2 separate regions of the Mus musculus genome follow, and region 2 is linked to region 1. The links are chromatin contacts, called in public Hi-C maps. All regions are on one chromosome and are shown on one strand. The core of a region is the stretch at or near the end of the contact, and the rest is flanking DNA. Distances in the headings are between cores, read along the strand shown. Region 1 has its middle 68 kb from the start of Gm6360. Region 2 has its middle 3.7 kb from the start of Gm6360.

Region 1 (3,190 bases), core at 34-2,533:
TCACTCTCGTTCAATGTTTTCAATCTAAGCCTTCAGACCCAGTCTTCTAGGTCTCAAACCAAATGCAAAAGTTGTGTGAACTTAAGACCCAGACCAGTTCCTGCCACTCAGCTGATGACGAAGTGGCCTAGACACCCAGCATGCCTTAGGTGCAGGTATAACGGACTGAGATGTTCCTTCTGGAAGCTTCTCCATGCCTCCTTAGAAAGACACAGAGCTTGAGATTTCAGACTTCTGATCCCTGATTAGTGAGTTGAAAAGACAAGGAAAGCCCCAGCTTCAGCAAAGTTTCCCAGGATGTCATGGCATTCATTGCTGCTCCACAGTGAATAGCTGAACACAGACCATAGACCGGGATCTGAGCTTTTCAACCAGAGGACGGTTAAGTCTCCATACTGGCATTCAGAAACACACTGGTAAATAGAGCCACCCTGGCCTTTCCTTATTGATAGGAATGTCAATAGTTTTCAGGTCTGAGGGAGGGTTTAGCCTCGGTTGTTCACACTGGGAGGAAATGGAGCCAGCCCTAGCCAGTGACATGTGTAGAAAGAGGTCTAGACTGGAATCTAGAGCCCAGAAGGCCTGCTGTGGCCTTTTGCAGTCCTTGTTTACAGTGTTTTCCTGATCACTGTTTCAGTGCTCACTGTAGCTCTGAGGCTCTCTAGAGACTGGGGGAAGGATAAATCACAAGGCACTCCATGGACAACAGTGGGGAGCTGGGCCCCAGTGCCGTACTTCCAGGAGTTCCAAGAGTTGGAGAAATTTGCTTAAGCTATCTTCATTTCCTCCTTGTAAATTCGGATGGCGGCACTCCAAAACCATTCCCTGGAAAGGGAGTTATTGTGTGGCTGGGAACATGGCCTTAAATCGACTAGACAGAGTTCCCATTCCCATCTAGTAAGTTCTAGGTGGGGAAAAGACAACTCATAATAGATTCATGTCACAACCCATGATGAAAAATGAAGTACAGCAAGAGAATAAAGAGCTCCACAGAACAGCTTGATAGAGCAGAACAATCATCGCTCAGCAGATAACACTAGATCAGACACCAAGAGAAGAGGTGAGGAGGCTGCACATGTTAACTGAAAGTGTTGCTACAGGAGAAACAGAAAGTGCAGAGGTCCTGAGGCTGGAGAATGCCTGGAAAGACAACAGCACCTTCTTAATGAACAGAATTCTCTCAATGTCAGTTAACTTGTGCATTTTAATACTGTAAGTGCAGCCTGATCGAGAATGCCTGAGTAACGTCAGTTATTAGTATGATAAAATTGCTTCATCTATGCCGGCCCAACACCAGCATCTTCTTAAAGCCCTGGAACACTGCCATCTGCTGAATGCAGGTTGGGACGTAGTGTTGCGGCCGCCAGCAGCTCGCAACGTGAACGGTTCGACTGAGAAGGCCGCTCGAGCTGTAAGAGAGGAATCTAGACGGGGCAAAAGAAGAAACGGAGCTAAGGCAATTTTATACTGATCAAAGCTCAAATTTTATTGTTGCGACACCAGTTATGAAGGAAGGGGGAGGGGACCCGATTCCCGCCGAATAATCTCTGGTCTAGTAGAAAGGTGCACGGGTGTGGCTCCGCAGGTTCCAGCAGTGGGCGTGGCAGAACGAATGAGCAGGAAGCTCCACCCCGAGCAAGCAGGTTTCAGGCTGGGGGAGGGGAGACTACATCTCCTCCCTATTATTAACAAAATAAAAAAAAGGAAAAAGCTGGCCTGAGGGGGGAAAATTATCTATGCTCAATAGTTCTGCCTGGAATTTAGGGCTAAAGAAAAAACTTGCTTCACTGGGATTCTTTAACCTTTCTTATGGTAAACTGTATCTGGCTTAAGACTGTCCTTTCTAGTAAACAACTGAAAGGCCTGGAGCTGCAGACTCTGACTTTATAATGCTAATTAGTACTTGGTAGGTAACTTTCTAGTTGAATTTTAAGTAGGGCGTTGGAACTCTGGCTAAGTTTGACTGAACGATGTGAAAATAGCACTAAGTTGAATTCCTCCGCATTTTTGGAAGATAGGTGGGAAACAGGGAGAAGGAGTGACCGGCTCTTGTAGTACAAGGCCAATTGGCTTTTTTATTTGGGTGGGAGGCAGTGAAAGGCTTGCCCTTTCAATAGTACGTCTCCAATCTCTCTCCCCCCTATTAATTAAGTTAAATAAGGCAACGCTTAACTGAGGTGATCAAATGATTTTCTCATCCGTAGATGAGTGGGCTTTTAACCTTGGCTTGGGTGGACATGGACCCGATTTTTCCCGTGGGTAAAACCCACACATGTGGCTCTCGGTACCTTTTGGGGAGGCGAGGTAGAGCCGGAGAATATTTTTTATTTTTAACCAAAATTTGGTACCAACCTCTTTCAAACCGGGTTTATCTCACAGGAAACTCAGAAATGGTCAAGCCGGACCTTCCCTTGCAGTAAGTATCTCTGCACCAAGCGGTGCCCATACTGAATTTGTACAATCACAAACCAGTATGCACAGTTCTGAGTGCTGTGCAGCTCCTAAAGGAGAATTATCAACCTCAGAATTAGCAAAGCCTAAGCAAGAATTATGTCGTTAATAACACCACGATTTGTGGGTAAAATAGGAGCTGGAAGTCGTTCCTCCTCATCCCTGTTTTTTCCACAGCCTATTGAGCTAAGGACACCTTGCAGTAACAGCAAGGGTGAAAAGCCAGAGGTCAGCTAAGGGGCTAAGCCTGTCTACCAAAATAAAAACCAATCTTTATTGATATAGAAAAATCTACTCTTCTAGCCCTCTAGGTAAACCTAAATTTTTAACTCAGACTGAAAGCCACATGCTGGAAATGTCCTGAGACTGGGGGTAACAGCTGCCGCCTGTGTGCTCTAGGGGGGCGGGGATGCACATCCGCTGGTCCGCCTCGGGAATGTTGATTTACCTGCTTGAAAGACAAAATCTTGAAAGACAGTGAGAAAGTAGGAAAGCAGAACTTCTTTCGGGGAAGTCTAGGTACTTTATTTAAATGCAAATTGTAAAGCTGAGGCTAGTCTCCGGCCTCCTGTCGGGAGCTGGTTCAGAGAGTAGCTGGAGAACACAAACAGCTTTGAGAGCTGTTGCTCTCAGCTGAATTTTAAGCACAAAAGGAATTTTAGTCTTTAGAATGATACTTACCAGAAGAGTCAGAATCTGTGTTCATCTGACGAATTAATCTCTCTGGCAGCCACCGCGC
Region 2 (3,136 bases), core at 301-2,800, 71 kb before region 1:
TGTCTATTTGTGACATAATAATATATTAGCAATAGTACACTGTCAGGCCCCAGGGGAAAACAGACCAAAGCACTTCTAAAACCCGACTCCGGGCCCCAGAGGTGCATGTTGCTAAGTACCCGCTGACCACTGAAGCATTGGAGGCATCAGGATTAAGAAGCATAGGTTGGACCTACACAGGAGCACTATCAGCCTGAAGAGTATGAGTGACCCAGAGTGGAGAGGCAGAGAAGCCGACTAACAAAGTGATACAGAGAAGGATGGAGTCTACATGCTGAAGGAAGTGTGGGCTGGCCAAAGGGTGTGTGCAAGGGAGGCTGGGACAGCCAGAGAGCCTGAAAGCTGTCGAGTGTCTAGCTATGAAAGTCTAGATGCTGCAGTGAGCAACTAGACCTTAATCCTAAATACTGTGGGCAAAGGAGAGCCTCCTTTCATCTGTTGGCTGAATGCAAGTAGCACTTGGTCTTGGAGAATGAGCCTAAAGAGGGCAGGGTTAGAGGGGGGGGGGCAGTAAATTGGCCACCTGAGAGCCTTGCTGGGGCACAGCGTAGGGTGGTGGTGGGTGGTATATGGAAAGCCAAATGTGTACCTTGTATCCTGCCATAGCTACAGAGCAGGGACTTGCTTTGTATATTTTAGAAATCTCCTTCCTTGTTCATGTCTTGCCTTTTAGCTCCTCTGTCCCAATATCAGTGATTTCTTTATCATTTTGTACCACAGTCTTTAAGCTTGACTTCGTAAAATCTTCCATGAGGTGAAGCCCGGGAAGAAGGAGAGAACAGAAAGATGGAAGAAAGAACACAGCCCAGTGATATTTCGAAATTGTTCTTCTTCCTTTAAATATATTTGTTGCAAAATAAAAGTGAGGTGTCTGTCTTGCATCCGGCACACACTTTCTTGTTGGACCAAATGTCATTGTAGCATGAAGTGCATTATAATTCCGTTGAGGACATACCCCAGATGACGATGACATTTTAGGACCAGCTCCAGCTTTCCTCCTTTGTTTAACACCTGACAGTGTGCACACCTGCGTGTTTAAGCGAGTGACAGTGTGTGCACACCTGCATGTTTGAGCGAGCGGGAGCAGCAGTCAGAACAAGTTTGTGAGCTCATTGCTTCTTCACGACGCAGGGGGTACAAGAGAAGATTTGCGCAGCCCTTGCCACTAAGCTGCACAATAGGTTACCTGGAGCCCTTTGAATTCAAACAAAGAAAGTCCTCAACCTGATTAGAATTAATCAACCCTGACTTGACTTTTCTGCTTCATCTTTGGAAAAACAAAGATGATACAGGTGGGCAGGCAGGACCCCTGACGGGTGTTAATGGGGGGTTTTCAAGTTTGTCTTGCTTTCCTTAAACTATTAAGAAAGAACAAAAAACACTACTTAGAATAGAATCAATTTTCAGGAAGGGAAGAAAGAAACCTGAGAATTTATTATTAAAGAAAGAAATAGAGCCAAGGTGGAGGGGAAAAAAAGGCCCTTCTCACATCTCCCGGCCAGGTGCTCTGTGCATATAAATGTTTCAAGTTGAGCTTTAAGATCAAGGGAAAGTCTGTAGGGAGCCTTGTTTCCTAGAGGTCTGCTGGCTGGAGCTGCTGCAGGATACAGGCTGCCCATTTTTATTTCGTCATTAAGGATTAAAGGAGACGAAGATTCTGGAATGGTAGCTCCTTGGTTTCCATTAACTTTGTACAAGACAGTAAAAAGCAACCTTCCAAGGGACGGTTTGCATATGGATTTCCGGCTATAAACTTACCTCCTTCCTGTCATCTTCTGAGTCTGTTTAACACAAAATTGCCCTGCCTCTCCTGAGCTCAACCAGCAAGAAAGCTGTCTTGTTGCAAAGACTGAGAATGTCTGTGCCTCTCAGAAAGCCTCCTGCTTTTCACAAGAGAGTGGAGGGAAGATGAAAAGAATTTCACATAAGATAGCTGGGTGCTCCCGATACTGTGAGTAGCAATTGCCTCCAAAAGCTCCTTACTGTTGCTCAAGTTCTCTGGGCATTCCATGTCTGAACACAAGATCGCAGGTGGAGCAACAAGGCATGTCCATAGTTTTAATTTTCTCTCTCTCTCTCTCTCTCTCTCTCTCTCTCTCTCTCTCTCTCTCTCTCTCTCTCTCCCCCTCCCTCCCTCCCTCCCTCCCTCCCGCCCTCCCTCCCTCCCTCCCTTCCTTCCTTCCTTCCTGTCTTTTTTTCTTTCTTTCTTTTTTTTCAGCTGTTTGTTTCATAGCCTTTTGTCAAAACTCAAGTGGGTCTGAATATACTCTTCTGAAGGCTAGTGACAAAGTAACATCCACCTATGGAGATGCTCCTCATTCCAGTACTACCCCTCACTTACAGAGAAAGTGCTGATGAAGAGCCTAGCTTTTAACAAAATGATGGCCCTGCTGTGATCCCAGCACTTGGGGACTGGGGAAGGAAGATCAGAAAGCCAAGGCCTGCCTGGGCCATGAAGTGAGTTCTAGCTCAGCCTGGGGAACTCAGGGAGACCTTGCCTCAAAATTTAAAGCCATTACATACTTGAGAAGTGACTCAGTGGTAGAGCTTCCTCAGCAAGGGCAGGCTCCAGAATCACTGCCCAGTGTCAGGGCAAAAACAAAGGAATAACAAGATGATTTCTTATTTAATCCAAGCAACCTTTACAGGAGACTTAGAGTTTGTGCAAATGTATACTGTCTGTTGTCAACACTTTTAAACATCAGTCTCAAAAACTTCAACATGGAGATCAAAAGTCTAAAGAAGCCAAGTGACTGTCCCTGGCGCATGGACCCCAGCTGACAGGGAAACCTGTATTCTCCAGCTCCAGCTCCTGGGGTATGGAGCGAGATTACCGTGACGTTAATAACTCACATTTTCCATCACTTATTCTCAGGTGTCACAGCACAGAAGCAGATCATATGATACAGACGATCAAAGATAGCAAGGACAGCACGGAACATCTCAAACAGAAATCCTTGCATCATCTACCACATTTTTATGTCCATGATTATTTAGCATCATGGTTATTTTAAAAGTTGTCATTGATATTGACACGTTCATAGTCATTGCTACTTATTAATGCGCATAGTTACAGATACTCATACTCTTACCTACTGGTTATACTTATTTTCTGCTAAAGCGCATGCTCGTTCCC

The links. Hi-C and Micro-C count contacts between places; a contact is called where the count stands out from the background.
Region 2: a Hi-C map of embryonic stem cells shows a contact between it and region 1, with 4 times the contacts expected there. The contact joins two enhancer-like sites. A contact is called at or near these places in 2 of 39 promoter capture datasets (embryonic stem cells and stem cell-derived epiblast-like cells), 6 of 15 datasets of contacts at CTCF or cohesin (the G1E-ER4 cell line, embryonic stem cells and stem cell-derived epiblast-like cells), 138 of 484 Hi-C or Micro-C datasets (ECoMG myeloid progenitors, ECoMG-derived neutrophils, the G1E-ER4 cell line and 55 more), 28 of 115 datasets of contacts at active chromatin or transcription factors (acute myeloid leukemia, astrocytes, bone marrow-derived dendritic cells and 7 more) and 1 of 9 other capture datasets (embryonic stem cells).

What each region holds. Positions count from the first base shown.
Region 1 is chr8:78,138,403-78,141,592 of GRCm38.p6, forward strand. No RefSeq gene overlaps it. Among named protein-coding and RNA genes, the nearest start is that of Gm6360, 68 kb to the left of the region's middle. Within about 2 kb of position 1,284, at least 7 of the 459 cell types and tissues checked have an H3K27ac peak or open chromatin away from gene starts, as enhancers often do. A contact at or near this core is called in embryonic stem cells, where this site is marked.
Region 2 is chr8:78,067,196-78,070,331 of GRCm38.p6, forward strand. No RefSeq gene overlaps it. Among named protein-coding and RNA genes, the nearest start is that of Gm6360, 3.7 kb to the right of the region's middle. Within about 2 kb of position 1,551, at least 7 of the 459 cell types and tissues checked have an H3K27ac peak or open chromatin away from gene starts, as enhancers often do. A contact at or near this core is called in embryonic stem cells, where this site is marked.